Linked DNA regions of Mus musculus: region 1 is linked to region 2. Evidence: chromatin contacts called from public Hi-C data. All regions are on one chromosome and are shown on one strand. Each heading gives the region's core, a stretch centred on a gene start, on an enhancer-like site or on the middle of the called end of the contact. The rest is flanking DNA. Distances are from core to core; before and after follow the strand shown. Region 1 overlaps Tmem165 (transmembrane protein 165). Region 2 has its middle 110 kb from the start of Gm32727.

Region 1 (5,163 bases), core at 2,598-5,097, 330 kb before region 2:
AGTGTCACCTGCTTATGTGGCACATATGTGTAAGAGTCCCATTTTGGATTTATAGAACAACTATTAAATGTTTTTAAATCTGTCAGTGACATTTTCCTTTCTTTATTCAACACTGGGGCCTGATTGTGTCAACAATGTTTACCTTATACCTTCCACTTTCTCTAAGCAACGATGTCCTGCTGCTACAAGACTTCTTCCTCCAAGACTGGTTCCCCATCCCCATCTCTGGCTGGGGCTCGGCAGCTTACAGCTGCTTTCTACACTTACCTCGTCTCTCACCAGTCTACAAGGTGTAGTATGGGGACATGGCTTACAATTTTTTAAAAGTGTTTTAACTCATGGGCATTGTTTTTCTATTGTCTAATCTTGTATTTTTATTGAGTTTAAAAACTCCTTAAAAGCTCGCAGAAATGACTTCTTCAATTTTTTTCTACTGCCTAACAATACTTGGAAAGAAGAGCTAACAACTAAAATAACCTTGAACCGTTTTCAGAAGAACATTAGGAGACTTAGCTGGGTTTTCCACATCTCTTCAAATACAGATTACATTGTGGGCATTTGTCATCTCAGTAAATATGAATTATTCCATCATGTCCCACACAGGGAATGCTTGGACATTTCTATAGAGGAACTGGCCTTCACATTTAAACCTTAGTCTAAGAAAGAAATCATAAAGTATTTTGTATGTAACACACGAGGAAAACGAGTACTAGTTATACCTTTTATTTACATTGTTTGTTACAATGCTTATTCAATATAGAAAAATATGAATACATTCATAGTATTCTCTTTTAATTTGGTAAGTCCATGTTGTCAAATATTGACTATTTTTATATTGGGTGTCCTACCCAATTAAAAAAAATAAGAGGGAGAATGGGCCTAGCCAGCAACTCTTATCATTTGTTATTGATACAATCCTAATTCCCAAAGACAAGATAAAATTGCTGATTACTGGCTCAGGAATATGGTTTTAAAAGTGGAAGTCATTCATTCTTTTCCCCAAGGAAATGCTTAAGGTATACATTAAACCCCCAGTGACCAAGGAGAAAACGTGTTTATAAGGGGGTCATGCTACAAGAAAACTCAATGGTCAGCCTCACTTCAGTGGACGCGTATATCAAGCAGAAGTGGAGGCTGAGGTGTCAACATAATTAAGCTAGAGAGAACCCACACTTAGGAGTCAAACCTTTTTAAAAATCTTTACAAATAAAATCAATGATTATATCTTTTGGGCATAATAATTAAGTGGGTCAAACTTACAAATCAATGCTACAAAATACAGTGTTTCCCATTACTTTTAGTTGTAATGTACACTATGTACAGAAAAGAGTTGCCTATCTTAAGCTGAATACTGAAGAACAGCTTGTTAAAAACCAGACTCTGGACTTATAAACAGGGCAGAAAATGCAAACGCCAAAAATACGATGCCTCCGATGATTGTCACTGGAAAAGAGAGAGAGAAGGGAGTCAGTGTTGCTTCCACTGTGACATCAACAGTTCCCGAAGCTTTCCTCTTCCCTTATAACAGACCTTTTCTCTGGGCACTGCTTGTAGAAAGAGAAGTTAAAGCAAAGTTGGCAAGCAGCAGTTGGACTGTAGCAGTCATCACCTTAACCCCCCCACCCCGGTCTCTCGAGGGCCCGGAGATGGCACAGCATGGAAAAAGTGCTGTGGCCAAGCCTGCTATCAGTGCCCACAAGCTCGGACCCCAGCCCATTTTAAATGTTGAAAATGTTCAAGCCTCACACAGGGTCTGCTTATCAAATACTTCAGGCCAAACTTCTACAAGTTTTTCACTGGCTTACAAAACAAACAAGTGTGACCATATTTTAGATAAGCTTGTGATTTTCTCATTTGTACACATAGGAAAAGAAGTCAGTGCACAGTAACAATGTGTCAAATATTGACAAGGCCTAGATCAGGCACAGAGATCAAGTGGTCTCTGGAAAAATGATAAGAGCTAGCATTCTATTACCCTCCATGATTTTCAAGCATTAGAACAGATGATACTTGCATTTTCATGGGAAAAAAAAATGAGACCTTACCAGTTCGGACAGAGATCTTTTGCGCTATCATCCTTCCTCCAATTACTGCCAATCCAGTACATAAGCAGTGTCCCACTGTGCCACCCACTGCTACACCATAAGGGTCCTGGAAGCAGATGTAGCTTGTGTTAGCTTGTTAAGTTGGAGATGGTGTTTGAGAATGGCCAGTGTTAAATAGAACTAGCTATGGGCTCTGAACCATCCAGGCATACTGTTGAGTTTATTACACAGAAGATGGCTGCTTCAGGGAATGTGGACAGCACAGGATGGACCTGAGTTATAAGTCTCGTGTGGCACAGAACTGCTGTGCTTCCTGAGAGCAGGAATCCTAACCCTTGACCCTCGAGCTTTTAGCTGAGGGTGAGGACTAAATACTGCTAAAATAAACAAGGAGCCTTCACAGAAGAAGATGACCCTTAAGGGTAGCTAAGACCCCACGTATATTTGGGAAGGAAGAACAACAGAACGTTTCAAAGTTTCTACAGAGAGACAAGGAGGCCCTGGAGAGGAGTCCTTGAAGAGTAGTAAGTCAGGAAAGGTAGGAGCCCGGGATGGAGGTGTAGGGCTGTAGGCTGCCACTTAACTCCTGTGCCAGAGGCCAAGGTTCAATGTCTACCTACAGGACCCCCCCACCCCCCATTGGCTGGTTTTAGCACAAGCCGATTCCTGCTTTCAAAGTTTAATGGAGACAATGAACTAGTTGGGAGTAAGCCCAAGGAGAAATAACAACTCTGGTAAGAAATCGTGCTGACTGGACTGGGGTAGGAGGAGATGAAGACAAGAGAAAAGCAGATGGATGGGGAGGGACATGGGATACTGTGAAAGCTATCAGGTGTGACAACCAAGTAACCGAGAAGATGTTATAAAAAAGATGGGGACCAACTACCAGGTAGTTGGCCTCAATAAGTCTCAGCACTGATAAACGTCTCTGATGTCCTATCTTTCCTGGTGCTGTGGTAAAACTGGAAAAGGCACATAAAGGTTAGGTGTGCTTGGGTTCACAGCTCAAGAGTACAGTTCATCACCGAGGAAGAGCCATGAAAACAGGAACTTGGGGCCGCTGGCCACTGGCATCCAGTTAGGGAGCAGATGGTAATGAATGCTTGTGTTGAGCTCACCTGTATACAGTCCAGGGTCCTAGGCCAGGGGATGGTGCCCCCAGCACATAAGTGAGATCTCTACCATAACCTAGTCAGCATAGATCTCAAGTTGAACCCTACTCTGTAAGGTAGGCAACTGGGCGGTAGAGCAGTTCTTTTTACCAACCACAATAATGTTTCTGAACTTTGGGAAGTTAAGAGTTTGGGACAGAAGGACCAAGCAAGGAATTTCATTTCCCCCTTAAAGTCAGAGTGGAGGTAGCAATGCAGAAAATCCCCAGAAAACTGAACTGGGAGCAAGGCAAAGACGCATGTTATAAGGGCTGAGGGTAGATGCTGGGATCCAGGAGTGCAGTGTGGCTAACTGGGAAGAAGGCGGCTGAGCAGCAGGTCAGCAGCCAGCTGCTGGGAAGTTCAAAGGCAACATATATACAGTCTGAACCTGAGACTGTACTACTGCCACAAACTGCTACTTCAGAAGATGCTTCATTCCATCTGAAAATAAATGGTACTAGAAAAAAAAATTCACTGGGTTAAATAAAGTTATTTTAATAAAGATCCTTCAAAAGCAAAACAGCATGATTCATAAAAAGATTAATGTTAAAGGAACAGAACCAGACAGTTTAAGAGGTCTTTAAGCTCTGCTAGTGTCGGTGGCATGGAAGGGTGCCTAGCCCATGAGTGCTGGGCTGGGGGCTGGACAGGCCTGTGCACTGCTGCATCCCATCTGCAGACAGAAACTCACAAAATGGGGAACTGCAGGGCAGTGCCCCACCCGCTGACCCTGGCAGGACCTCCTCCACCACAGGGCCTCATTTTCAAGGTCCAATTCTGGAATTCTAATGGAAAAACAGAAATGAAGGCAGGGCACAGCCATTAAGGAGAATTTTTCAAGTTTGTTTTATGAGAATCAAATGGGAGAGTAGAGAGTACCACACCCACCCACCCCCCCCCGCTTTTTTTATTTTTTCCATCTCCAAATAAAGCATTTTTAAGGTTCTCCGACAAAACCTTTCCCTATAACTTGCCTGAAATGCTTCCTATTTTAAACTGTAGAACTATGTGAGGAACTTCTCCAAGGATTTAAATGTCTGTGCACTAATATAACTGACACAGACTTAAGATCAAGAGCGTGCAGTTCCTCAGGACACTGGCATCTGTGAAAATGACCTGACAGCTCTCAGGAGAGGACGGCGATCCATCCCCACCCCAACAGCAAACCAAGAGAATCTTTTAAATCCATGTACCCAAAGGCAAGGGAGAGACAAGCTCACTTCGGGCCCTAACATAAGGCACCCCACCTCTCTAAGCTCTTATCTGCTCAATCAGGGCTGGACAGTGTCCTCTAACTTAAACTGCTGCATCAGTGCTAGAGCTGCGGTGGACCAGAAATGCTCTCCAAAAGCAAGACTTGGAGCAGTCCCAAGGTGAGCACTCTGATGTCCTTGGTTTTTCTGTGAGCAACCCTCTAGGTCAGTGAGAACTTAGCAGGTAAAAGGACTTGGAAACCCTCTCTGCACCATTAAAGCAGTGTTGACAAATGAGTGATCCAAGAGCTGCTCAGATGTAATGATGAACAAATCCCCCGTGACACAAAATCTGCTGCTGGGTTTTTTGTTTTTGTTTTTGTGGGTTTTTTTTTTCTTTGTTTTTAAGACAGTCTTAGTATGAGATCAGCATTTACAAGACTCCCCAGTGCTAGGATAATGTGATATACTAATTTATATTCCCAATAAGCATGCAGAAGTCATGAGCAGAAAAGTAAGCAACAAAGACACCAGCTACAGCAAAACACAGTAAAAGAACTCAACAAGACAAAAAAACGAAAAGAAAAATTAAATTTGGGTTCAAGAACTAGAGACACAGAGAAAACGCAGGAGGCTAATTCTAGGTCATAAAATGAACAGATGTGTCCTGTGGCCCCTGACCGACCCCTGGAAGGGAGCAACTGAAACTCTGGTCTTGATATAGACGTGGTCCAATACACTCACCTCTCTAGCTGCCAGGACAATGGTAGT
Region 2 (4,623 bases), core at 124-2,623:
GAGTAGGTCTCTAGAGAAGGTAACATGGGACTGAGGAAGGTCTAGTGGCTGCAGTCCTGATGTGCTCTCTTCCAGAGCCCCGGACAGGTCTCCTATCAGACTTGATCTGTGATGACTCTAGGTTTTGTTCCTGTGGACAATAGTCACATCTCTGTGGCATTCTGTGAGCTTCAACATATCATTTATGGATCTGTCTTCTGTTTACCTCAACAAGCTTCATCCATTTGTGTAGCCAGACACTCTGAACCAACTGATTTACTAACAATGGACATTTTATTTCTCAGTTCTTAAGGCTGGAAGCCCAACGTCAAGGCTGATAGCTGTGGTGTCTAGTTAGGGTTCTGCTCTGCCTCAGATTCCAGCATCATTAATGCCGACGGCATCTTCTGAAAGGAAGGAGTTCACATCTTCATACGACAGGCAGAAGGGACAGACAGGTCGAGTCTTCAGAAGGAGCTAATGTACACACTCACAAAGCAGATGGAGTTCTTATGGCCTCCTGCCCACTCCCAATTCTGTGGCTTGGGGGAACTATATTTTATGATGAACCTTGGAAGCACTTGAACATTCAACCCCTAATGTTCAAATGGACTGTTTTAGAATCCAGAGATGCATATGCCATACACACACACATATAAGCATATATGTAAAATATAAATACATACATAGAGTATATATGTATATACACATATAAATGTATGTTTAAGTATATATGCATATATAAAATATATAAAGCATATATACATATATAAAGTATAAAATATATGTATATATAAAGTATAAAATATATGTATATATAAAGTATACACACACACACACACACACACACATATACATATACTTCCTATGTATATTAAGTGAACAAATGTGCAAGAATTAATCCTAGCTATAAGAAGCTCTCTAATATTGACTTTCTCGATTGGTAAGTGGGCTAGTAACTCCTGTCTACAAAGAATATTGTACTGACTGAATGAAATCCAGTATGTTAATCAACAGCCAGTAAACTGCAGCTCGCACTGGTTGAAACAGGGATTTGATGGTGGCAATGACAATAAGGTGGTTTGTCCCCATTCTTGAAGCAAAAGAGAAGACCCTGGAGGAATTCTCTGGCAAGGACATAGGATCTAGACTTCTCATCTTGCTTCATATAGCTTATAAACATTGGTTGTCTTTTTGTTTCTCTGACATTGCACGCTTTTCACATGAGTTTGCCATCGGACTGGATGGCTGGTGCATGAGTATCCCACATCAGAGGCCGGGCTGCCTGCCTTTTGCAGTGTCAAGTCACTTTGGACAGTATTTGGAACAGCCTTCTAGAGCACCAAGAAAACTGAGGTTAGCATTCTTCTATCCAAGCAAAGAACTACAGCGCCCCCTACAGGAGAATCTGGGAACGTGAAGAAAGAAAGGTCGGGGAGAGGTCATGAAGAGAAAGCTGGAGTGGAGGCAAAGGCAGGGAGGAAACAGCTTCTGGCTGGACAGGGAGGAAGAGGAGCAGAGCATCACAGCTCAGAAGCTAACTCCTGGAAAGCAGTTGACAGGGACCGGTTGGGGGCCCCGTGTTTGCCTTGTACCTTTATCAAACACGTGATGGTAGCGTTCTCGTTCTCAGACCCAGGGCTCATGCTTCGGGTACGTTGTCACTCGTGATGGGTTTTCCTCGCATCACTTTTATTTTTTTTTCAAATACGTCATTGAAATATTATTTTGATGCTGAATTTCTCGGCGCCTCGCTTCTGATTCCCGTCTGTCCCCCAACCCTGTCCCTGCCCCTCCTTGTCGCCATCCCCCCACTATCTCCCTGTCCCTCCCCACCCCATCCCTGGCCTTATTCACACCAGATGGTGATTGGCAAACACTACCGTGTATGAGCTCATCCAGCCCTCACAGCAATCTAATAGCCCTAGCTCCGTTTTATAGTATCACAAATTGACCCACAGAAGGATTAAATCTCTGCCAAACTTCATGTTAATTGAAATATTAACCTGCTCAAGTTGAACGCAGGCCGTGTTCTTCTCACAAAACATAATTCGAGTCCAAGGCAATATACACAGAGACACTTTGGAGAATTGTGTGAGAGTCGACTAAAGTATATAAACAAAGATTACTTAAACAACCATCATTACTGGCATTTAGATCACAGAATGCTTAACACGGGAGGCTGTAAGGACGAGCAATGTTAAGTAATATTTGAGGGACTCCCTCCTTTAAAAGGTTGTGTTTGGTGTGTATGGTGGCGTGCACCTAGAAACACACCCCTCAGGAGGCTGAGGCAGGAAGATTGCCAAAGGTTTGAGGCCAGCCTGGGCTACAAGTTAGACCCCACGTCTTAGTTAGGGTCTCTATTGCAGTACCATGACCAAAAGCATCTTGGGGAGTAAAGGGTTTATTTCAGCTACACCTCCCAGACCATACTCAGTCCCCGAAGGCAGTCAGGGCAGGAATTCAAGGCAGGAATATGGATTCAGAGACTAAAGCAGGGGCCGAGGAGGAATACTGCTAACTAACTAACTTGTTGCTCAGGGCTTTCTTAGTCTGCTTTCTTAGACAACTCGAATGAAATTATCTGCCCAGGGTGGCAGCACTTACAGGGACCTGGGTGCTCCCACATCAATCAGTAATCAAGAAAAGACCCCAGAGACTTCTCTATAGGCCAGTCTTCTAGAGGCATTTTTCTCAGCTTCCAGATGAGAAGTTTATGTTTGTGTCAAATAGACACTTTGTCACAACAAAACAAAAAGGAAAAAAAAAGTATATTGGATGAAATGTTTTCATTTCTATGATTTCATATTTTCTGCTTCAAAGAAATGTCTGTCCCGACACATTCTTTATGCCATTGGCTATATTTTGACATGCAGTGTTCCAGTGTCTCTAAACACTCCTGTGCCCTCCTTCATCGTAGCAGCCCGTTTAAGTATTCATTTATCCCATAGTTAACCCCAGGACTTGGTTTCCCTTGGATACACACCATCAAAGCCATTTTTAATTAAATTTCTGAAAAGCTTGGCAGAGTAAGGGGGTCGGAGTGGGAGCATCTGACTGGCCAGGCAAGCTTTACTGGCATGTTAGCCATACACTGTGTGGAAAAATTGTTTTCATCATTTTATAAATACAGCACATTCTACTCCCCCATGATTATCTCCAGAGAAATTTCTGGAACCTAGAGGCTATAGCCTGGAAAGAATCAGAGTAGCCAGGCTCGAGCCACAGGTAGAAACACTCTTCCGAAGCCCCTAAGATGCAGGTTTTGACACCAGGTGAGGAGAAAGGTGTACTGGATTTTGTCTCAAAAGTACAGCCTTTTCCTTAGCAGGCTGGTGGATAAATGGTATGGAGGAGCCATGGGGGGGGGGGGCATTACCAGGTTTTTCATTCACATCCTTTATCTAGTCTGGTTCCAATGGGGCTCAGAGAGTGCATAATCTTATGCAGATTGGATGTGTGCAATTTTGCACATAGAACCCAGGGATCCACATTTGAGAAAGACAGGTAAAGGAAATGTCTCTCTAGAGAAATGGTTGTGTTAGTAATAGTCTCTGGGGACCTGGATTCAGGCCTTTAAAAGAAAAGCTTAATGTTCCCAAAGGAAAGCATCATACATCTTAAATCTTCCACAATGAGCTATTCATTATTCACTTATTCAACACATATGGATGATTCAAGCCATGTCCCAGCGGAGGGCAGTGTCATTGTCCTCTCAATGATTTCATCCTAAGGAAGGGACAAGCTGTGAGGAGGCAGGAAAGAGTCCCTTGTTCCTTGCTGAAGCCTTGTGATGTGCTTATTATACCTCCTCACTCTGAAGGACTCTGTCTAGTATCCTCTGTAGAGTTAGTGGTCGTGAGTTTCTTTAGCCTGCATTCACCCTTCAATTTCTCCTTCAATTACGGCAGATAGTTTTTCTGGGTATAACAGTCTTCTTGATTGTTCACTATTATAGTTCAGGATTTGAAGTACACAATTTCAAGTCTGACTGACTTTTAAATTTTCTATTGAGAAATCTGCTGTTATTCTAATGGATCTGGCTTTACATGCATTTCCTCTCTTGTTGGCTTCAATATACATTCTTTGTTCAATGTACTGAGTGGTTTAATTATCATGTGAACAAGGGTGTGCTCTTTTCTGGTCTTGTCTATTTTTTTGTGCTCAGTGCCTCCTTGCATCTACTTTGGCATCTCATTCCCTAATTTTTGGACATTTTCTCCTGGTTTATTTAAATGTTTTCTAAACCCTTAGAATGAAATAAAATTCTTCTCCCCAGGAAATCAAAATGTTTCTACACAGCAAAGAAAACAGTTTACCAAGTGACAAGACAGCCTGCAGAAGGGGAGAAAAATCTTTGCCAGTTAGACATCTGATCAAGGTTTGATATCTAAAACATACAAGGTTTCAAAGAATGCCACACCTTTTCTAGGTTTTCTAATAACTTCATACATGTAAAAATGGCATATGCTTAAATAGCCATGTTTAAAATAAGCATACTTTAAAATAAGGTGAATAGAAAGACTTAAGACTGAATAAATCATGAAAATGTAGACAACAAAATATATGGACTGGACAGAGGTGAGTGGTGTGAGCCATCACTGGAGCTTCATTGTCCAGCTCTGGCCTTGCTCCCTGGTC

Evidence for each region. Hi-C and Micro-C count contacts between places; a contact is called where the count stands out from the background.
Region 1: a contact with region 2 is called in a Hi-C map of uterus, with 2.8 times the contacts expected there. The contact joins two enhancer-like sites. A contact is called at or near these places in 18 of 484 Hi-C or Micro-C datasets (3T3-L1-derived adipocytes, adipose-derived mesenchymal stem cells, bone marrow-derived dendritic cells and 10 more), 3 of 115 datasets of contacts at active chromatin or transcription factors (bone marrow-derived dendritic cells, fibro-adipogenic progenitors and trophoblast stem cells) and 2 of 9 other capture datasets (adipose tissue and embryonic stem cells).

Annotation. Positions count from the first base shown.
Region 1 is chr5:76,204,790-76,209,952 of GRCm38.p6, reverse strand. Tmem165 (transmembrane protein 165) reads right to left here. Exons shown (of 6, transcript NM_011626.2): 4 at 5,137-5,163; 5 at 2,046-2,151; 6 at 709-1,443. The coding sequence ends at 1,367. Clock (circadian locomotor output cycles kaput) reads left to right here. Exons shown (of 23, transcript NM_001289826.1): 23 at 1-85. Among named protein-coding and RNA genes, the nearest start is that of Tmem165, 23 kb to the right of the region's middle. Within about 2 kb of position 3,847, at least 11 of the 459 cell types and tissues checked have an H3K27ac peak or open chromatin away from gene starts, as enhancers often do. A contact at or near this core is called in uterus, where this site is marked.
Region 2 is chr5:75,868,076-75,872,698 of GRCm38.p6, reverse strand. No RefSeq gene overlaps it. Among named protein-coding and RNA genes, the nearest start is that of Gm32727, 110 kb to the left of the region's middle. Within about 2 kb of position 1,373, at least 14 of the 459 cell types and tissues checked have an H3K27ac peak or open chromatin away from gene starts, as enhancers often do. A contact at or near this core is called in uterus, where this site is marked.